Regions from separate parts of the Mus musculus genome. Here region 1 is linked to region 2. The links are chromatin contacts, called in public promoter capture Hi-C maps. All regions are on one chromosome and are shown on one strand. The core of a region is the stretch at or near the end of the contact, and the rest is flanking DNA. Distances in the headings are between cores, read along the strand shown. Region 1 overlaps Prkcz (protein kinase C, zeta). Region 2 holds the start of Ski (ski sarcoma viral oncogene homolog (avian)).

What was found. Promoter capture Hi-C pulls out the DNA fragments that hold promoters and counts their contacts.
Region 1: a promoter capture Hi-C map of second pharyngeal arch cranial neural crest shows a contact between it and region 2, with 2.5 times the contacts expected there. The contact joins the enhancer-like site here to the promoter of Ski in region 2. A contact is called at or near these places in 1 of 39 promoter capture datasets (second pharyngeal arch cranial neural crest), 1 of 484 Hi-C or Micro-C datasets (the HL-1 cell line) and 2 of 115 datasets of contacts at active chromatin or transcription factors (the SCID.adh cell line and embryonic stem cells).

Annotation. Positions count from the first base shown.
Region 1 is chr4:155,277,583-155,284,814 of GRCm38.p6, forward strand. The region is part of intron 10 of Prkcz (protein kinase C, zeta); the gene reads right to left. Among named protein-coding and RNA genes, the nearest start is that of Faap20, 31 kb to the left of the region's middle. Within about 2 kb of position 5,764, at least 105 of the 459 cell types and tissues checked have an H3K27ac peak or open chromatin away from gene starts, as enhancers often do. A contact at or near this core is called in the HL-1 cell line, the SCID.adh cell line and second pharyngeal arch cranial neural crest, where this site is marked.
Region 2 is chr4:155,218,474-155,225,303 of GRCm38.p6, forward strand. Ski (ski sarcoma viral oncogene homolog (avian)) reads right to left here and starts at 4,062. Exons shown (of 7, transcript NM_011385.2): 1 at 3,079-4,062. The coding sequence starts at 4,047.

The sequences.
Region 1 (7,232 bases), core at 4,514-7,013, 61 kb after region 2:
CCAGAGAAAGGAAAGGGGGACCCTTTAGGACCACTACCCGTGTTTCCCAGTCCTGACTTCGCCTAGAGAAAACCTGATGGAACGAGGCAATGTGGGGGCAATCATAAAGTAATGAGAGAGAGGGAGAGAGACAGAGACAGGGAGACAGGAAAGACAGAGAGAGTGAATGTTATAGAAAAAGACACATACACGCAGAGAGACAGAGAGAGTATTAAAGAGAGACAGAGGCAGACACACACACACACACAGAGAGAGAGAGAGAGGAGAGAGGAGAGAGAGAGAGAGGGAGAGAGAGAGAGAGAGAGAGAGAGAGAGAGAGAGAGAAAGAGAGAGAATGAGAATGAGAATGAGTTAAAGTAGCCAAGGAAGATCTTGAGGTCTTCAAATTTGATCTTCTGCCTCTGCCTCCAGAGTGCTGGGATTATAGGCACACACTACCGTGTCCTGCCATACACATCTCTTACATTTCTCTATGGCTTTTGTGCCAGAGCGCACAACCACAATGAGGACTATCCAGCCGAGAGAGTGAAATCGGTCACAAGCCACAGCTGTCCCCAAGTGACATCATGACCTAGTCTGTATGAGCTGCGATAATCAGGAGCAGATGTGTGTAATGACAGGTTTTCAGATCACATCCCCGTTGTCAAGGCATTGGGCTGCATAGATTACCTGATCATTTGTGAAAGACTGCTAACTCTCAGTACAAACAGTAACAACAATACAAAAGGTTTGATGGCCTGCACTCTATAGAACTCATTTATTCCCCAAACCAGGAGGTAAATTCTGCCATTTTCCTGATTATATGGAGAGAGACACCAGACACCAAGGCTTACGTCAGCCTACAGAGGAAATGGAGACCTCATTCTCAGGTCCTGCTTCTGCTCCCAACAGAAGGCCCTGCCCAGTAGCTGACAGAAAGGGGATAAGGAGGAGAGAGTCAGCCTAGACACAAGTTGGGGTCACAGAATCAAGGGACCAGACCCACAACCGAGGCCTAAGAGAACAGAGGCTCAAACCCTGCCACACCAAGGACACAAACCAGGAGCCGTGCACAACGTGAAGGAGAGACTCAGACCCCAGTTCCCTGACCCAGAAAAGGCTCTGCGAAGAAAGATGTGGACAGGCAAGGAAACCTGACACGGCTGGTCCAACAAGAGGATTTTTATCTTGTTCAAAGAAATCCTCTATGGGGGAGGGAAGGGAGCCAACTGGTTTGGGCGTCTACAGGAGCAGAAGCAGGGTATGCAGCAAACTGTCTGTCAGTGGGGCTGGGGGGGGTGCGGGGGGGGGCATCCTTACGCACCACAGGGTACGAGCCCCCCACTCTGCCCTGAGTCAGAAAGTGTCAGGGGAACTGAGCAACAGGAGGAAGAAACTGAATGGCTGCGGAGACTGTTATTGCCTAGAAGCCCCAGAGCAGAAAGGCACTGAGGAAAATCCTCACAGGTTCCTATCAAGAGGTAATCTTGAGCCTGTGGTTCAGAGAGTGCTCATCTGTCGTATCTGAGGCCCTGGCCTCCCTCTCCAGTGACACACCAAAAAGGGGACGGGGTGGGAAAGGTGGTTTTATGAGTATATACTGCTTTGGCACAGGATCCAAGCTCAGTTCCCAATGCCCGCATCGGAGGGCTTACAACCATCTGTAACCCCAGCTCCAGGGGATCTGCTGCCCTCTTTTGGCCTCAGAAGGCATCTGCACACACATACATACAAATACATAATAAAAAACCGCTTGGACCTGATAAATTCCAGTAGCGTTTAGGATTTTCTGCAGAATAAAATAGACAGAATAAAGGTTACCTCAGAAGAGGAAACTACGGATCAACCGAACATCAACACAAATATTGTAGAAAGAGTCCTAACTAGCAGCAAAGTTTGAAAACACACATCAGACTAACACAGGACATGGCATCCCCCAGTATCCTCCAGTATCCTCCAGCATCCTCCAGTATCCTCCAGCATCCCCCAGTATCCTCCAGTATCCTCCAGTATCCTCCAGTATCCTCCAGTATCCTCCAGTATCCTCCAGTATCCTCCAGTATCCTCCAGTATCCTCCAGCATCCTCCAGCATCCTCCAGTATCCTCCAGCATCCTCCAGTATCCTCCAGCATCCTCCAGTATCCTCCAGTATCCTCCAGTATCCTCCAGCATCCTCCAGCATCCTCCAGCATCCTCCAGTATCCTCCAGTATCCTCCAGTATCCTCCAGCATCCTCCAGCATCCTCCAGTATCCTCCAGTATCCTCCAGCATCCAAGGACTGTCTAGCATCAGGACCACCTAACAGTGTTTAGGTGACATAGTTCACTTCTGGAGGACCCTGGGAGTGAAAATCCAGTCTCCGTCAGAACCAGGGACCTTCTGAGGCAAAATGATCGCCCCCCCCCCCTTTGGTGGGAACTTTCCATGTGTATTCTTGTGTGGGCACGTGTATGTGTTTGGAGCTCTGAAGTCGATGTTGCCAGTCTTGCTCTACATCTCCTCACCTTATTCATTGAGGCAGGGTCTCTCAATCAAACACCGATCTCACTGATTGGTACGGCTCCTGCTGCTAGCCAGCTTGCTTAGGAGATCCCCTGACACCACCTTCCAAGGCCGGAACTAGAGTTACAGCTCAGCCTGCCAGACATTTACATGGGTTTGGGGATCCAAAGTTCAGACCTCTTTGTGCAGCTGTGCACTGCCGAGGCATCTGAAGCAGAAATGGATGTAGATTTCCTGACAAGATAAACACCTGTCCGAGCCAGGGCTTTAGGCGGCCAGGTCTAGGGTGTGAAGGACGGCTCTTATCTCTTCCAACTTGACCACAGTAGCAGCTCTGCTGTTAACCGGAACTCGGGGCCACAAGTGGAAGCTCTCGATTGTCCCTTCCAGCCCCATACAAAAGCACATCTGTCTGAGGGGAGTGAAGGGTTCCGTTCTCTCTCCCCACCTCCCACCCCCTTTCTGTCTGCCTTCCTCAGTTCTCCTTGTCTGATGGCATGTGACTCACGCTTGTGGCTGGCACTGTGCCATCTTAGGACTCTATCCCCGGCAATGAAGAGGACTATGTTAATCATTCTGGAAGGAGGAGTGGCCAGGCTAGCATCAGCAGCCTGAGGGAGATCAGATGCCAACCCTGTGGGGGAGGGCAATGTCTGTTTCAAAACAAAAAATAAATTAAAAAAAGTGGAGGGGTGGTTGAGAAAGACACTCAAAATCAATTTCTGGCCTTTATACATGCACACACATAGGTCTCCCACCCACCCCCACCACAGGACAGGAGAAGACGAAGAACTAGGGTGTGGCTTAGTGGTAGAACACCTGCTTTGAACATACAAAGTCCTAAGTTTGACCCTTTGCACCAACCAGTAAACAGCCAAACTAAGTTGAATGGTAGCCATGGTAGCACACATGTGCCTATGAACCTGGCACTCAGCAGTGGAGCCAAGAGAATAGAAAGTTCTGGAAACAGCTACATAGTAACACTCTCTTTGGAGAGAAAGGAAGGGGGCAGGGAAAGAAATTGACTTTTGGGCTGATCCTGAGAGTCAATCTAACAAAAGGAGACCCATATCCTTGTGAAGCCAGGCACTGTCCCCAGGGCAAGGCAGGAAGGGTGTTTGGCTCTACAATCTCACACCCATCCATGATGGGCCAAACACCTTTAGGTCTGTCAGTCAAGGCCACTGGCTCAAGGATTTGGCTGTGGAGAGTGTGGCCTGACCTCATTCCCAAGAGCAGCAGGCTAGTCACTTCCTAGCTGGAGTAGACAGCTCTCCCATAGATGGGGGAGGGCATGTCCTAATGGGAGAAACGCCTGTGTTAGCATTCATTGGACACAAACTATGTCCCAGGGTCCCAAGGGTCCCTTTGCTGTCCAGGGCTCCCTGATGACTCACTGATAGCTATCCGGTGTTCTTAGGATGGCACAGAGAGGGGGCTGGAGAGATGACTCAGTGATTAAGAGCACTGACTGCTCTTCCAGAGGTCCTGAGTTCATTCCCAGCAACCACACTGTGGCTCACAACCATCTGTAATGGGACCTGATGCCCTCTTCTGGTGTGTCTGAAGACAGTGACAGTTGTACCCACATACATAAATAAATAAATCTGCTCTGACCCCTGGCTCAGGCCTGCCTAGCGGCCGGAGCTGTGTTCTACAGTAAGAGGCTGCAGGGCCTGCTCGGCAACCATTTCAGGGGGTTGAGATGTTACCCTATCAGCATGATGGCTGACATGGCTCCCACGCTCAGCTCCGCAGCTGCCACTCAAGACCAGCTCTTTCCATTCTGGGCTCCAGCGTGACACAGTGAGTGACAGCCTGAGTCATCTTCTCTCTCTCTCTCTCCCTGGGCCTCTTGAGAGAGTCTTGCCAAGTTTACAGCAATTTGGGCCCTGCTGAAACTCTTGAGGCCACAGCCCCTCCAAATTGCATGGGGAAGTGGTTCTGAGGGCGGGACCTGGTCGCTCTGCTCATGGTAAGTCACCTTCTTGGTCCTCATCACACTGATCTGGCCTGCAATGTCTACCACACCCAATGGCTCCCCTTCCCAGATCCAGCCTAGCCCTGTCTAGTGGTTATTGGGTGCTTGGCTTGCTCTTGAAGGACCAGGTGGGCTCTTTGCATCAGGGGACTTTTCCCTTTCTCTTAGGCCAAAGTCTCTCTCAGAGACCACCTGCTGCTCCTGTGGCTGCTCAGCTCTGGTGTGCTATCCAGCTGTGAACACAAGGGACCTTCTTCACTCCCACATCCTGGTCTGGATGCCAGCCTTCTGGGACTCCTGACAGATCTGTGGCCTGTTCCAGGGGGATTACGTCCTGATCTCAGAGAGGAAAAGCTCTCTCCCTCTCCAGGTCTCTATTATAAGCAACAACACACAAAGGATCAAGTGACAGCTAATATCCATAAGCTACTTTAGGCAAGCGTCTAAAGTTTCCTCAAGCGTCTAAGTCAGGATGCCGATGGACGCCCCTCCAAGGACGTACAGTGAGGGATTTGCCCTGCCTTAAAAGGTGAAAGTGTGGGTGTTGGCAGGAGCACAGTGCCTGGTGACCCAAGTTTGATCCCCAAAACCCAGATGAAGGAAAGAAACAGACAGGCTAACATACCTCCTCCTCCCACACACAATAGTAATAACTAAGTAACTAACTAAATAAATAAAGAACTCCACAGCAGACCAAGCTAACTAAAGTCTCCCTGCCTCTCTCCCCCACTCTGCCCCCCCCCCTCCTCTCTGGTGTTAGGGATTGAATCTGAGGCTCTGCCCATGATAAGTCTATTGACATCTCAGTAGCAGCCTGCATCCCTGTCCCCAGGCCACACTTAAATTGGGGGGGCTCACACCAGGGGGGTGAAAAGGAGGAATTTTGGCAGGAGAAATTTCAGGTTGCCCTTTCCCCCGGAACAGCTTAAGCTGAACTGTTTTCCCTGTTTTTCGAGGTTTTTGTAGAAGTTTTCATTCTGGTTACTGTCTGGAAAAAGACCGCGCAGACGTGGGGTGTGGCTTAGTGTTAAAGTGCCCTGTCTCGCAGCATGTGACACATGCCGTGGAAGTGGTGGTTGGCCTGTGGAGAGCAGGAATTCTGTGGGGTCCCTCCCCCAGGACAGGCAATGCTGGATTTGGGAAGGGAGGAAAGAAATCCTTATCCCCTCCCCCCCCTCACCCCCCCCACCATCCCCCCCACCCCACAGCGGCCTTTTTATGATCTCCAGGCACATGTGGAAACCATTGCCTTTTATTGGCTGGAATTCCACTCAGGCTGCCAGCAAGCTCTAGCATCCTGCCTGGGGCTTCCTCGGTTTCCTGTCGTGTGTGATCTACTGGGAGGCAGAACACACTGACATTCATTCAGTCCCGGCAGGCAGAGGTCTCGGCAAGAACCCAGGGAGAGTTCCGGGGAGAAAGTCTTTATAAACCCTGTGGTTATTAAGGTAGCAGGACAGGCAAGGTAAGGCATCCAGGCATATCCTGTGCCCAACTACAGGCACCAGATTTTCTGCTCGTGGCCGCTTTGCCTTGCTCTGTGCGAGGCCAGAGACTGTCTCTGACTGAGAGAGGAGCTGGCTTCTCTTTTCTTGGGGGCAGCACATAAGGCTGTCATTGGCAGCACCAACCAGGAGCAAGGCTTCCCACATCGGGAGTGGGGGTGCGCTCACATTCCTGAGTAGGTAGCCATGAAACGTCCTTGCTGTACATTTCTGCTAATTCCACAGTACCTTCCAGAACTTTCCAGTTTTGTTCCCAGAGGAAACGCATAAAGTGTTTGCACAGTGCAGGAACAGATGGCCAGAAAGCGTGGGCTCTGGCTTAGACCAGACTGCTGCCAGAAGTCTTTAGGGCAGACCCAAGTGACATCTTGGGGGACTCGGGGCCGTGTGGCTTGTGCTCTTTTCTGATACTTATTTCTAGAGATGTTTCGTGGCCACTGAGTTACTTCCCAAATCTGTGAGGGGGATCCACGGACGACAGCCAGCGAGTTAGGTCTGCTGAGTGAAAGAACACTGCCAACCCTGCTCCCAGCCACGGTGATCCACTGACATCTCAGCTGCCAGGATGCCAGGGCAGGCTGCAACATTTTACATTTTACTGGTTCCCCTACAAATCACGAAGTTCACAAGTGCACACTTTATATTTGTACAGGAAACGCGATTTTTACCTTAAGGTTTTCTTCTCAACATCATGGTTTACTAAGTGGCAGGCATTACCCAGTCACTGGAGATTCAAAAACACACAGCAAGTCGGGCGTGGCGGCGCACGCCTTTAATCCCAGCACTCGGGAGGCAGAGGCAGGCGGATTTCTGAGTTCGAGGCCAGCCTGGTCTACAGAGTGAGTTCCAGGACAGCCAGAACTATACAGAGAAACCCTGTCTCGAAAAACCAACCAACCAACCAAACAAACAAAAAAACCAAACAAACCACACACAGCAAACCCTACTTTGAGAGAAGCTCACAACCAGAAAGGGAGACATGCATGTACATTTACTGAAGGCTAAAGCAGCCAAGGGAGGAAGCAGAACCTGACTAACCCACGCCAGTGTCGGCGACAGATCCAGTAAAAGAAACCAGATGTGACAGGCATTACTCCTGGGACTGAGCCTCGAAGTGGCTGCCGAGGCTGCTGCACGTGGGCTGTCCCAGCATCAGCTTCTGCACCGGGGTGACCTGAGGTTGGAACACCTGACTCTTGTTTCGGCAGCATCCCTGCAAACGCTGACCAGAGCACGGCTGCTCTTTACAATCTCACCCTTCAG
Region 2 (6,830 bases), core at 2,812-5,311:
AGGTGCCAGAACAAAGTCCCGAGAATCCAGGCTTCAGAACAGAGATGCCGTAACCTACAACAACCCAAGTCACTCCACACCAAAGCCCACTTCTCAGACCCACAGGGAGGATCCTGTTCTAGCCAGGAGGAGACCGGAAGGAGACTTCGGTGGCTGGCCTGAAAAGACAGCTGCTAGTAACTACCAATCTTCCTGTGGGACATCAGCCAAGTCCCACAGGTACACAGAGTGGCAGGCAGCTCAAAGGGCCACTGCCCATTTTCCTTTTTATGCAGATACCCTGACTCTGTGGGAAGCCCAACAGCTACCAAGCAAGCCAAGAGTAAGAGAGAACTGTCCAGGAAGCTACTGGATGGAAGGGAAGGTTCTGAGGCGCCCCCTTCCATCTGTGCCCTGCCCCACCACCCAACGAAAAACAGTATCAAGACAGGCTCAACAAAGCATTAGTCCTAACCTGCTTCAGAAAATCGAGGCACAGAGGAGGGGGTTAAGCAACTTGCTCAAGCTCACATAGCCGGTGAGTGAGGAAGAGAGTGAGAATGTTGATCCCACAGCGGGACTGGACCGGCTCACTGAGCACCCAAGTAGCCGGCATTTTCTTCAAAGCTTTGCCAGCAGAAGTGGACATTTCCTGTTTCCCCGTGACATCAGGAGGGTATTGCAGAAGACCACCTATCATAGCCCATGCCGAAGCCTGGGGGACAGCAGCCCACACCCCTGTACACACTCAACTGACCACAGGAACCACAATTCCACCTCCACCAGGCCAACCCCACCCGATCCCAACAGACCCTACCTCAGTCAAAGAGAAGCCGCCCCAGGCAGGCTGCCACAGAGCAGAGCAGCCAAGTGTCATGAGAGCATCAAGGACTCAGGAAACCCACTGCCCTCCGCACCTTCCTACCACCAGTTCAAGAACCCACCCCTCTCCACGAAGCACTCAGCTCACCCCTAGTTCAAGACAGCCCACGGGCCCGCCAAGAGCTGCATGGCCTGCAGTCCCAGCATACTCTGTGCTCTCCTCAGTAGATCACAAATGTTAACATAAGCTATGCAGGAAGTAAGGGGATCCTGACAACGTTCAGTGAACAAGAGCGGGCACTCAGGCCACTCCTCAGGACAAGAGAAGTCTGGGCAGCCATGGGTCTGCACCCAGACTGACCTCCCCTTCCTGGGTGTTACCTATGGTTCACAGAGATAAACATATGGCTGTCCTGAAGAGGACGGGTCCAGCCTGAACCCCCAACTTCAGACCCACAGAGTCAAGGGAGCAGCAACACGGATGGCAGAGCTGGGAGCACCTTACAAAGATGAAAGAGGAGTCTACCAGTGCCTTGTCAGTAAACAATCGGAAGCTGGTCAAACTCTAGAGCCCAAGCTGAAGCCACCACTTGCCTGAGAGGAGCTGGAGATACAGAGCACCTGAGAAACTTCTCTTCACTCAACAAATGAGGTGTCAGAGCACTCCCAGGGTGGCCAACAGAGAAGAGCAGCTAGACACAAACCATGGAGGAAATGACCCAAGCACATGACCATGGCTCAGCACACCGTCCTGCCTTCTAACCCCACAGTACTGGCACGGGCATCTGAACCAAATCCCCTGAGCCCAAGAATCTCATACCCAGCACCACAGGACTTGTAAGAGAAGACAGGAGTCTTCTACTCAGCAGTGGCTGGGACAAAGGGACCATGCTGGTCCTCTAAGCCTAGACAGAAAGACCACAAACACTCAGGACCAGACAAACACAAACACAGACACACCCAACTCAGACAAGACTCTCTGCCTGCTCCCAAGATAAGAGGCGTGAAAGTGTCCCAGAGGCACAGCCTCTCCAGTACCACATCTCTACAGTAGCCACACAAGGGTGCAACCACCCCAGACAGACAGGTCTCCGCTGGTGGGACCCTACAGCCAGGTCCATCTGAGAAGACCTGCCTGCAACATCTCCCACCCAGTGCACTGCCCCGGCTGTGGCGAAAGTGCCAAAGAACACACAGCATATGTACACTCCACAGCCCCCAGAGAATGAGGCGACCATCCTTCTTCAGAGCCCCTCCCCCCACAACTCTGACACGCTGCTGGAGGGGCGCCCAGAGAAAACCGGGCTGCAGCATCTATTCACAGATTTAGAAAAAAAAAAAAAAAAAGTTTGATGCAATAGCTTGAATTAATTAGGTCTCCCAAGAATAGCTGAGCCAATGCAGCATTCTGTGTGTGCAATTTAATAAGCCTGGATATTTAAAAGTTAAACATACTTAGGATGCATATGCAAAGAAACTTCCTGTGGACTCCAGTGAATGATTTAGGTACCAAGTGGCCCAGGAAATGCCCAAGCAGATCTCACAAAGCTTTCTTTGACTCACATACAACACAGCCTGGGCTGACGGGCCTCCACAACCAAGCACAAGAGCAACATAAGGAAATGGGTGAGACCAAAGAAACTGCAGACCATCAGCAACTCCGGCAGGCCGCTGACCACGCCAAAGTGGCCTTCGACGTGCACAAACAGGAGACACCAGGGGCTGCAAGTGCCAAGTCTCTGCCAAGACAGCTAGCTAGCTTCACTTTAGCTGTCTGTGCCCCAGTATTTAAAGGAAAAACAGGAGAGGCAGTAAACATGCATGGATACTCAGCTGAGGACCACAGGCAAGAAAGCATCCCAGCCACAAGAGAGAAAGGGGCAAGCTTCATTCTCATATGGACAACTCTGTCAAGGTCCCATGGTGATATGGGCCAGAAAGTCACAGCCTAGGTCCAGGCACTCTAACCTCCCAGAGCTTGAAGTTGCCACTTTCTCAGACCTTCAGAGCTTAGCCTGAATGGTCAAGGGCTATGAGCCCCGAGAGGGCTCTCCCGTTTACTCTACTCCATAAGAGCAGCGCTCAGACAACACGAAGATGGCCTTACCCACAAGAGACCGACAAGCCCCCTACTTTTCTAAAATCAAATCAACCCAAGGCCTGATAAGGTCGAACCACGAGCCCCAACCTTTTGAACCCAGAGGACCCAGAGCAGAAGGACCCCACCCACCCACCTTGAGCATAGTTTGCCAACCCCCAAGACCCGGGGACACTTACCCGGGGCACCCTCCGCTTGTACTTGTTGGCATAGTCGAACTTCTCCTTCACGTCGTCCAGGCAGCGGCCAAGGCGGGCCTGCTCCTCCTTGCCCGTGTAGTCCTGGCTCAGCAGGATGTAGGCCCGCCAGTTGGCTGAGTCGAAGCCCCAGTGGCAGGTCCGGTTCTCCAGGGCCTTGTGCGAGTGTACAACGAACTTGTGCGGCGGGTACATGAGGCGGCAGTCGAGGCACTGGATGCAGGCAGCGCTGGGACTGCTGTACAGCTCGGGCACCAGCAGCCCTTTGCACTTGCCGAAGCACTCGTGGTACACGCGGACGCTGCGTTCGCTGAGCTCCAGGCCCAGCGCCAGGCTGGCCGCCAACTCCTTCTTGCAAGGCGGCGGGTAGGCGCCGCCGTAGAGCAGCGCGTTGCACAGGCGCTCGGCGTCCGTCTTAGTGATGAGCCCGCAGGAGGGCGCGGAGAAGGGCAGGATGCCCATGACTTTGAGGATCTCCAGCTGGTCGGCGGTGCAGCGCGAGCAGTAGATGTGCAGCTCATCGCACACGGAGTTGATCTGCTGCAGTGAGAAGTCGCGCAGCACCGAGTTGAGGATCTGCGGCAGGCACAGACGCTTCTCACCTCCCACCACGAAACAAGAGATGGTCTCCCCTTCCAGCACGGTCTCACAGCGCTCGGTGGAGCGGTCCGACGGCATGAAGAAGGGCCCGGGAAGCACGGGCGGCGGCGGCTGGATGGCAGGCAGGTGCAGCACGGGCGGCGGCTCCGCGGCAGTGGGCACCGGCGCCGGCACTGTGGCCGCACCCGCCTCCTTGGCGCTCTCCTTCTTGTAGGCCTCCTGCGCCCAGCGCGCCGAGAAAGCGGCCGGGCCGCCCAGCGAGCTCATGGAGCTCAGGTGGAACTGCTCCAGCGTCTTCTGCAGCCCCGGGTGCGGCTGGAAGCCGCCCCGGCCGGCCGCTGCAGCTTCCATGGTGCGATCGGGCTCCCCCGGCCGCTCCCGCTCCCGTGCGCCCGGGCCCCCACGGCCTCCGCCGCCGCCCCGCGCACCCCGCCGCCGCCCGCGACCGCGGCCACGACCGCCCCCCGTCGCCGGTTCACGGCCGATCACGGCCCCGGCCTCGGCCTCGCCCGGGGGCGCGAAGGCGAAGGCGGGCGGGGCGAAGGGGTCCCGCCGCTGGAGCCCGCCGCCGCCCGGGCCCGGCGCCACATCCACGCGCCCCGCGCCGCGCCCGCCGCCGCCCGGGCCCCCCGCGCGCGCGGCGCGCCGCCGCTGCCCCGCTCCTCCCACCGCGCGGCGCCCGCTCGGCTCGTCCCGGCGGTGCTGACCGGCCGCGTCGCGCCCGCCGCCGGCCCCTGGCGGCCTGCCCGCCCGCGCGGCCGCCTGCCGGCTCCCGGCCGCCCGCTGGCCCGCGCGCGCGGCTCCCGGGACGGCGGAGGCGCCTCTGGCCCGCGGCCTCAGAGCGCCGCGGCGGCGCGGGGCTCTGCGCACTGGGCGCACATCTTTCCGGCGGCTCGCTCCGGCTCGGACTGAGCGCCGGGAGCTGAGCTCACGCCGCCGCGCGCCGCCCCGCCCCGTACCGCCCCGCCCCGCCCGCGCCAGCCCCGCCTCCCGCGTTGTTTGTTGCCGTGCGTCCGCCTCAGCCGGAGTGCGGGCCAGGAATGTGACCAGCTCCGGGCGGGCTCTTCCAAGAACGCGCGCTCCCCCTCCCGGGCTCAGTGGCGCTCGGCTACGCCCGGACCGGACTCGGCCAAGCTCGGCTTTGTCCGCCCACAGCTCGACTCCGCTCGGCTCCCCCGTACCGGAGCTCGGCCCCTCTCGGCAGTGCTCGGCCCCGCTCGGCCCTACTCGGTACCGGCTCGGCCCTGCTCGGCCCTACTCGGTCTCGCTCGGCCCCGCCTTGTGGAGGCCACTGGAGGCGGCCACAGCGGAGGCGCCTGGGGCCCCCCTTCCGGCCGAGGCCGCTTCCTGCGCGGCTGGGAAGACTCCGGTCCTGCTGCCACCACGGTCTTGGGGCCCCCGAAACCCACAAGGCCCCTGCCACAACCACAGGCCAGCTGAGCGGCGGTCCGCAGTAGATCTGCGCCGCTGCCGCCCTACATCCCGGGGTTCCCGTTCTAGGTAGACACTGTGAAGTAACCTTCACTCCCCACACTGCTGGACGTCGTGCTCCACGAGACACTCATAACAAGGACACCACAAAACAAAACCCAGGTTCCCTTCCTCATAGCAAGGATGCCACAAAACATTCGGGTTCTGATACAAGAACGTCTCAAAGCACCCTAGGGTCGCCACACAACCGAAGTTCCTACCCCCATATGATAGGGGCAACACAAACACGCATTCCAGGTGACATAAAGGACACCACAGAACACTCATGCCAGGTTACTCTTATGTTGAGAAGATAGCTCAAAAACCCATGTGCCTGCACAAAGAACCACTCAAGGTCTTCAGAGCAGGACTGCCCAAAGTACTTCTGGGTTTCCATGTGTAGTGATATACAGAACTCCACACTCAAGAACAACACAGGATTGCAGAGCTCACAGCATGACCTAGGGATGCAGAGGAGGTACAGCTATGGAGAGTCCCTGTGTCACTCACTGGCAGGTAACACCGACTACCCCATGAACTGTGACCCAGCCTCTCATCAGTGATATAGGTACCAGCAACATCTGTCTACTGGACCCTGTTCTGTGAGGTGGGAACTTAGGAACGTAATCCTATATTGAAGAAGCTGCGTCTAGTAGCTTTTGGCCCTTCTTGAGCCAGCCATTAGCCAATAGCTTGGACAGCAGATCTCTGTGATTCTCAGGCTGGCAGCTGCTATGATCCTTACCCTGCATCCTCCAGGACTGGGAACCAAGTATCCATGTGCATAGCAGGTATCTAGGTTACGGCCTGAGTAGGACTACACTGGCCCTCCATATATTGGCTATACATTGGGATCAAAGTAAGGCAATCTTGCAGAGTGTCACCCAAAGTAGCTAACATATAACAAAAGGGCTGACACAAGGATTCAAAACCAGACCCTGAAGGACAGTTTAAGTGAAGAAGTGAGAAATTTCCCCCTCAAAGACCCAGGGCCTCAAACTGGCCTGGGCACAGGCCTTTCCTGATTGGTGAAGTAAGAGGGCCATACCCAGGGCGGCCTGAGTTATCTTCAGCTTTTGACAAGTTTCTGACCTCCTGGGTAAGACCAGAACAGACACAAGCCAACACTCCCAGACACAGTGCCTACCTTGGAGCTGGCCAGGCATCTCTGTGCAAGCCTCAGCTGCTCCTACCTCAAGGCAGGCCTTGATATTCAAAGTCTGGAAGCTAGATAGTTCCCTGTATGAAGACAAAAGTCCGCTCCTGTGTTCCCACCGTGCCCAGGGGATCATCCTTCCGTGTTAGCACAACTCGGGCTCCCAGTTTACTCTTCTGACTTCATTCATAATGAGGAGTTCCCACTCTTAGCTCTCTCTTCTGTCAATACATGCGACAACTGGTAAGGGATTGGCAGGATAGCTCATCAGGTAAATGGTTGCCCTCAAGCCTGACAGTCGGGGGTAGAAAGAGAAAAATGCTCCCATGACTTGTCTGCTGACTTCCGTACGTGCACTATGCCATGAGCCTCCCCACAACTTAAAGATCTTTTTTTCAGTGTAGCAAAATAAGCAGTTGGGTTTTTTTATTTTTTTTTTAAAGACAGCTAATTATTTCATGAAGGGAATATTTACAAAACAAAAGAGACTTAGTTGTATCCCTGTAGA